2 separate regions of the Zea mays genome follow, and region 1 is linked to region 2. Evidence: chromatin contacts called from public Hi-C data. All regions are on one chromosome and are shown on one strand. Each heading gives the region's core, a stretch centred on a gene start, on an enhancer-like site or on the middle of the called end of the contact. The rest is flanking DNA. Distances are from core to core; before and after follow the strand shown. Region 1 holds the start of LOC100272522. Region 2 overlaps LOC100381729.

What was found. Hi-C and Micro-C count contacts between places; a contact is called where the count stands out from the background.
Region 1: a Hi-C map of tassel shows a contact between it and region 2, with 3 times the contacts expected there. The contact joins the promoter of LOC100272522 here to the enhancer-like site in region 2. A contact is called at or near these places in 2 of 25 Hi-C or Micro-C datasets (ear and tassel).

The regions. Positions count from the first base shown.
Region 1 is chr2:139,688,440-139,692,334 of Zm-B73-REFERENCE-NAM-5.0, forward strand. It overlaps LOC100272522, which reads left to right and starts at 1,960. Exons shown (of 5, transcript NM_001353446.1): 1 at 1,960-2,107; 2 at 2,259-2,661; 3 at 3,071-3,502. The coding sequence starts at 2,296.
Region 2 is chr2:138,988,985-138,993,110 of Zm-B73-REFERENCE-NAM-5.0, forward strand. LOC100381729 reads left to right here. Exons shown (of 7, transcript NM_001349030.1): 6 at 1-449; 7 at 550-1,319. The coding sequence ends at 1,050. Among protein-coding and RNA genes, the nearest start is that of LOC118476363, 24 kb to the left of the region's middle. Within about 2 kb of position 1,752, at least 4 of the 20 cell types and tissues checked have an H3K27ac peak or open chromatin away from gene starts, as enhancers often do. A contact at or near this core is called in tassel, where this site is marked.

The DNA of each region.
Region 1 (3,895 bases), core at 710-3,209, 700 kb after region 2:
CTAGATTCCTACTCCTGCGAAAACTGCCTTTGGCAAAGAGAGGAGACCCTTTACCATCTTTTCCTCAGATGCAACTTCGCGAAAGCCTGCTGGAACTCAATTGGCATTACCCCGCCCAGAATTTCTAATCCTGAAGAGGCATCAGTGAACCTCAAGCACCAGCTCAACGTTCCCTTCTCTATGGAGATCATTATCCTTATGACTTGGAGCATCTGGAAAAGTCGAAACGAGTGGCTATTCTCAAACAAGGATCCCTCGGTGCTCCGCTGCACTCAGGAATTTAGTAGAGAATTGCGACTGATCATTCACAGAGCACGGGGGGAATTTGACACCTCAATCCCGAATTGGCTAAGTTTGTGGCAAACATAGGAATAGTTCTTTCTTTTCCTTTTTCTCTTCTTTTTATTGATTGTAAAAGTACCAGGTTCTAACCTTTACTTTTCGCTTTCTAATAAAATGCGCAGTAGGGGTTCCCCCCTCCTGATCCTTCAAAAAAAAAACAATTGCAGTAGGTTAAATTCTGGAAATAGCTTAACAATTCCATCCCGTGCGTCGAAAAAGCTGGTGCTCTTTTGATTGTAGGAAACCAGATATTTCACAAGGCTAAAATTTGTTAGTTGTGTGTGAATATTACCCATGGGTAATCGGATTCAGGTTTCTGCCCGTACCCATACTCACATACCCAACGGAGAAGGAATTTCTCTCAAATCCAAACCCATGGGGATCAAAATCATTCCATAACCTAACCCTAAGGGCTAGTTTAGGAACTCTATTTTCCCACGTTATTTTTATTTTTCCCAAGTAAATTTAGTTCATTTTCTCTTAGGATAAATAGAAATCTATTGGAAAAATAGAATTGTCAAACTAGCTTTAATAGAGTAATTCCCTATAAGTTATTGGGTATCAGATCTCTATTTACACCTCTAGTGAGAGATAAAGTAGTTAAACTACGTAAAATTTAGATTTAAAACTTGGTTAGAACTCAGAAAGAGAAGAATTAACAAGTATCATGATATTAATTGAAGAAAGATGATTTAGGAGTGGTATATTTTTTACCCCTATTCTTAGTAATTGTATTGTTTAGATCCAGATTAAATTCTCCGTAAGTTAGTGGCAGATCTTGATTAATTAAAAGTACCATGGCTACGGTGACTCCGGATTCTAAAAATAAATATTTCACCCAGTCCTTTCGCTTTAGAGCAAAATTCATGGATAGCGTAATCAAACCAGTTGTCCTCTCTGGACGAAGAAAACATGTTAAAGTATTGGCCAAATTGATAGCAGACAGCAGGCCCAGCACCCACCGACTCCCTGAATGAGCGAGGACGCCTCGTAGCTGCCAATGGCCTTTACGTGCCACGTCGGATCCTGGTCAGACTCGTCGGCCGGAGCAGCCACACCCTGCGCGTGCCACCTACTCCCCCTCCTCCCGAAGCAGTGGCCGGCGACTCGGATTCAGATTTTGACCCAGGAAATTTCCTCCCAAAAAGGATTCCAAAAACTAAAATTGATGCTGTAGTACTACTACCTACCACTCTCCTTTTGGTTGTCAATGAATTTGCAGTTGTATTTTAGGAAACTACAAAATATATGAAGGACTTTCAGATCGCATCTTTAATTTTAAAGCAGATTCGATAATATCCACTCGATCAACAACAGCACATGCATTGACTGGAGTACTCTGCTGCATATCTGTTAGTCCGATCTGTGAATGTTCCTGCCGGTGAAGAAACATGCTCTGTGAATGTTCTCGCTCATGGAAAGAGAGATTTTCCGTCAGTCAAATTTGTTAACCTTTAGAATTATGAATGAGATAGATGAAAAAAAAGATTAACGCATCTTATTTTAAGCAAGAGGTATTGCTTCATCGTTCCGTAGTTTCGGATGGGTCTTTTTAAGGCCCTGGCCCGAAGGTCACAATTTCTTGCCCAAAATTTTCGTAGGCTGTCCACCGCACCACCACCCTGCGCGCCGAGCGCACCCCGATCCAGATCCACCCATCCTCCCTCCGGTCTCCGGCGGGCGCCCTCCTCCACGTCCTCACGCGCCTCCGGACGCCAGTGCGCGCGCAGTGAGCATCAACATCAACCCGCCTCTTCTCTCGTCGGTAAGGACGACGGACGGACAGACGGACAGACCTGCTGCTCTTCATTTTCATTCTATTTCGGTTTCGGAGGCGGAACGGCATGAATCTGCTGTATTGTTCGTTGGCCACTACCACGAACCGTCCCTGAACTCCAGAAATCCCTCCTCCGTAGGACCGGCGCGCGCCAGGTGGCGGCGGAGGCGGCAGGCATGAAGCGGGTGTCGTCGCACGTCTCGCTCGCCTCCGAGGCGGAGATCAACCTCGACCTGTCGCGCCTCGTCATCGACAAGCCCAGGTTCACGCTGGAGCGGAAGCGCTCCTTCGACGAGCAGTCGTGGAGCGAGCTCTCCCACCGCCAGAACGACGGCTTCGACAGCGTGCTTCAGTCGCCGGCATTCCCGTCCGGCGGCTTCGACTCGCCCTTCTCCGTCGGCACGCACTTCGGCGGCCCGCACCCGCTCGTCAACGAGGCCTGGGAGGCGCTCAGGAAATCGGTCGTCTACTTCCGGGAACAGCCCGTCGGCACCATTGCTGCCGTCGATCATGCGTCGGAGGAAGTGCTCAACTATGATCAGGTAAATTATTGAATGCGAATCGGGCTTCACTGAACATCAAATTTGTGGAAACAGAGGAACCTTTTTGTTTGTTCTGTTTATGAACGCTGGAATATTAGTGCTTACCTAGTTATTTCCATTGCTCAGTGTATATACTCGTTTCAGGCTATAATTTGATACATGTATCATAATCAATGAATACTATACTTCCATTGTTTTTACTAGCACTTGCAACAAGATTTCAATTTCTGTTCTGTATTTTCTAAGATTACGTGATAAAAAATGTGTTCCGGTAATATGTAACCGTGGAACATTAGCAGTATGGTCTGTAACTGGATTTTTCCTGTTTTTCTATTTCTGGTTACTTCTTAAAGAATTAAGTCTGATGGCGTGCTAAGATTGATTGCTCCCTTATTATTAATTATTTCAGGTTTTTGTGAGGGATTTCGTTCCGAGCGCATTGGCTTTTCTAATGAACAATGAGACTGACATAGTGAAGAATTTTCTCTTGAAAACTCTTCACCTTCAGAGCTCTGAGAAAATGGTAGACCGATTCAAGCTTGGAGCAGGAGCGATGCCAGCAAGTTTCAAGGTGGACCGTAATAAAAACAGAAACACTGAAACCTTAGTCGCTGATTTTGGTGAGAGTGCAATCGGTAGGGTGGCACCGGTTGACTCTGGATTTTGGTGGATCATTCTCCTTCGGGCATATACAAAGTACACCGGAGATGTTAGTTTGTCAGAATCACCTGAATGCCAGAAGTGCATGAGGTTGATACTGAATCTCTGCTTATCTGAAGGATTTGATACTTTTCCAACTCTGCTCTGCACAGATGGCTGCTCAATGATTGATCGTCGAATGGTAGCATCACTTCACCTTTGATCTAATTCATATTTAGATGCATATCTGTAGAAGTAGTACATATCAGCTGAGGTGGCAATAGGATTGGCAGGTTCTGCATGTTCTTCCATAATGAAGGAGCATCCCTGTCTCCTAATTTTCTACTCTACTTTTTAAGTTTTTATGGTAGTCTTACAGCTGCACAAATTCTCATACTACTTGCAACCAAATTTTAATGGCAATCTTGTATAGCCTTTCGGTACCTTGGAGGCAAGAAACACAGTTTTTGCAGAAGTACAAACAGATAATACTGGTAGAAAGTGACAATCTGTAGTATGCCCCTACAAGTTCTCTTGTTGCTTGTTCTACTTTTGAATTACATATTGATTTTAAATGAAGTTTCCTTTTTTATTA
Region 2 (4,126 bases), core at 502-3,001:
TCCAAAGTAGTGTGACTGTTGGAGTTTCACATTTTGAGAGATGCTCGCTCTGGGTTCAAGTTTTGTATTACCCGTTTTATGGAAGTAGTGGATCAACAGACTATGAAGGAGATTATGCAGAAGAGGATTCACAGATGATGAGGCAGAAGCGCTCACATCGGCCTGAACTTGGGGAACCGGTTGTTTTGCGGTGCCAACCATACAAGTTTCCTCTCGCTGAGCTCCTCCTACCATTAGAGTGTTCTCCAGTTGAGTATTTCCGGCTATGGCCTAGCCTACCAGCCATGGTGGAGTGCACTGGCACATACACATATGAAGGCAGTGGTTTCAAGGCCACCGCTGCTCAGCAGTATGACAGCTCTCCCTTCCTCAGTGGATTGAAGTCGATTTCTTCTAAGCCCTTCCATCAAGTCTGCTCACATTTCATCCGGACAGTAGCTGGATTCCAGGTAATCTTTGGTACGCTGTATACTAAATGGTGCAGTATTTATTTCGTATTCATAACTAGTAAACATTTTGAGTGATGACTATAACTTACATCTCCTACAGTTATGTTATGCAGCAAAGACATGGTTTGGTGGATTTGTGGGCATGATGATATTTGGGGCAAGTGAAGTCAGCCGGAATGTTGATTTGGGTGATGAGACCACCACAATGATCTGCAAATTCGTCATGCGCGCATCCGATGAATCCATCACGAGAGAGATCAAATCCGACCTCCAGGGCTGGCTGGATGATATCACCGACGGCGCTGTGGAATACATGCCTGAGGATGAGGTGAAGAGTGTGGCCGCCGAGCAGCTGAAGATCTCCATGGAGAGGATTGCCCTGCTCAAGGCAGCCAGGCCAAAGGTCCCACCCGCAAAGACCGATCAAGAGGAGGAAGAGGAGCGAAAGCAGAGCGAGGAACTAGATGGGTTTGGAAACCCCAAGGGCCCCTCGACGCTCTCCAAGCTCACCGCGGAGGAGGCTGAGCACCGCGCTCTCCAGGCTGCCGTGCTTCAGGAGTGGCACCAGCTATGCAAAGAGAGAGCCATGAAAGCGCAGTGAGGTCGATTTGGACCGTGTGGATCTTACGCGCATGTATAATTTTGTATTTTTCCTTCGTCTCCCATTCTTTGCGTGTCTATACTGCTGGTTTCACTCACTGTATACCGTCGCCGATTTGTTCATTGTATTCTCAAATACTTGTGCACGAAAAAACCTGTTTTGTAACATACTACTGTTAGGGCGTTTTTAAGCTTCGGTGTGAAGATCGATTGTACAAGAGAATCCAAATGTCATTGTTGCCTTCCCAGTTTTATGAAAATGCATTCTGTAATTGAAGAATTCTCCCCAAAATGCCACGATTTATAAATAAGAAATGTGGAATTGTAATGATGTAACGATCACTCTGGTTAGGACGTGTTTGGCTAGGCTCTAGTTGCTCTTGTGTCCGTGAAGATGTGCTCCTCTATTCTAAATTTCGTCGTATAAAAAAATATTCTTTATCTTTTATAATATTTCCTAAAAGATTCCGTATTTTATATATCTTCATCTCTAGCAATATCTTCAGCAACGTTTCCTAAATTCAATCCTCTATATATACAATGTTACCCATAAAAGAATATATTATTCTCTAAAAGATTTCGTCTTTTATCCCTTCTTTATCTCTAGCAATATCTCTAGAATTGGATCCTCTATATGTACAATGTTTATACATGTCTAAACTGAGCAGACCCGTCGTGCAGCCCGACACGCCTGAGCACGGCCCAGGCCGGCACGGCACACAGGTCGTCGTGCCCATGCCAGCCTGGCATACTACGCGTGTCGTGCTTGGGCTGGCAGTCTGGCACGCATTGTAGGCACCAGTGTTTACAAGTCGTCCGACTAATCATGATTAATCGCGATTAGTCGGACTGGCCGCCTGGTAGATGGCGATTAGGAAGACGACGCGATTATTAGTCATCCGATCGTAAGGGCCCGGGTCACTCCTTGGTGTCACACGTTTATACTAACCATCTACAGTAGCAACATATATGTTGCCCCTGGTCAGCCGAAACCCTATCTTGCCTAACACAAAACCTCCCAGCCGTCAACCTTTGTTCAGTAGTAAACCCTACTCCTCTTTGTCGCCATCTAGCTCCAGTCATATTCTCCGGTGTCTGTCACCGAGTCAAGATGAGCTCGTCATCTGAAGGTAGCACCTGCTCCCCCTACTCTCACTCTCCTCTATTACCACTAGTAGCACCTGAAGGTGCACCTGCTCCCCAACAGCAGTGAACAGTCACCCTGAGTTCATCTCCCCTCCTTCTGCCAATAGTAACTGCATCTCTGTCTGTGTTTGTGTTGTTTGTTTAGAGTTTAATGGTGGCTATGGACATGCTAATAATGTTGAGGTCTTATTCCCTGAGTAAATGTGGTCGGTAGTGCAAGTGGAAGTGCTTCTGTTCCTCTAGTGGCCTCAAATGCTGATAGCACTGGTCCTGTGTCTGCTTTATCATCTGCTGCAGATTGTAAAACTCTTGTTGAAAAGGCAATTGCAGCACTCCCTCCTGAGCTTAGTGCACAAGAAAATGACCCTAAGAGAAAGGCAAGGTCACAAGACCAAGGATGGCAGTTTGGGTGGTGGCCAGAGACAAAAGAAGGATTTTGTTCAGTGTGTTTTTTATAAGAAGATTGTGCCATCTAGAATCAAGAGGTTTAAGCAGCATCTTGCCGGTGGGTTTGGTGACACCATGAAGTGTGCTAGAGTACCAGAAGTGGTTTCAAAGGAGATGCACACCTATCTGAGAAGGAACATGAGGGTTGTGATTACTGCTGATGGTGATGAAGGAGAAGAGGAAGGGGAGCAGATTGATGTAGGTCCCCTACCAAGTTCTAGGACAAAAACCAAGAAAGCAAAAAGCAAATTGTCTAAACTTCCATGTCTTCATTTGTTGTATCAGCTCCTATAAAACCAAATACACAGAAGGCAGAAAATTAGTGAGTTCCATGCTTTGCAAGATTCTAGAGGAAGTTGTAGCAGAGAGACATAAAAACAAAACTTCTCAAGCCACTCTTGAGCATTACACAAAGAAAGAAACATAAGCAAAGCAAATTATTGACGACCATGTAGCTGATTTTCTATATGAGAACAAGATTCCATTGAATGTCGTCAACTCAAGAAGCTGGTAGATTATGATGGAGTCTATTGGTCAGTACGGTCCTAGATATCGTGGTTCATCATACTATGAGGCAAGGGTACCTTGGCTTGAAAGGGCAGTGAAGAGAACATCAACATTGAGAGCTAAGCACAAAGAGGCTTGGAAGGAATATGGTTGCTCAATTATGTTAGATGGGTGGACTGACATACGACAACGACATTTGATCAACTTCCTTGCCAACAGTCCAGCGGGGACCTACTTCATAGGTTCTATCGATGCATCAAGTGAGATAGCAAATGCCAATATGTTGGCAGATCTATTGGAGAAGCAAATAATGAAGGTGGGGAAAGAACATGTGGTCCAGGTGATCACTGACAATGGAGCCAATTTCAAAGCAGCGACAAGGATCCTTATGGACATAATTCCCCACCTGTTTTGGACTCCTTGTGCTACGCATTGCTTGAATTTGTTGTTGGAGGATATTGGCAAGATCAAGGAGTTCAACACTTGCATCAACATGGCCAAGAAGGTTTCGAGGTTCTTGTACAAGCATGGGTGACTTCATAGCCTAATGAGAGAAAAGCTAGGTGGGGACCTTGTTAGGCCAGGTGTGACTCGATTTGCAACATCATTCTTGACTTTGGAAAGCATGTATAAGCATAAGAGTAGATTACAAGGCTTGTTTGTTAGTGATGAATGGAACAAGTCTAAATTTGCTCTAGTTAAAGAAGGTGAACAACCTAAAAATATTGTCCTTTCAGTACCATTTTGGCAAACTCTTGAAAATTGTCTTCGGGCTTCACAACCACTACTCATTGCTCTAAGGATTGCTGATGGTGATGAGACGCTAGCAGCTCCAGAGATAATGGCAGCTATGGACAAAGCAAAAGCTACCATACAGGAGTCCTTGAAAGAGAAGCCACGATTACTTGCTGAAGTAATCTCATGCTTTGAGAAGAGGTGGGATACTCAGATGGAGCAAAAAATATATGGGGCAACCC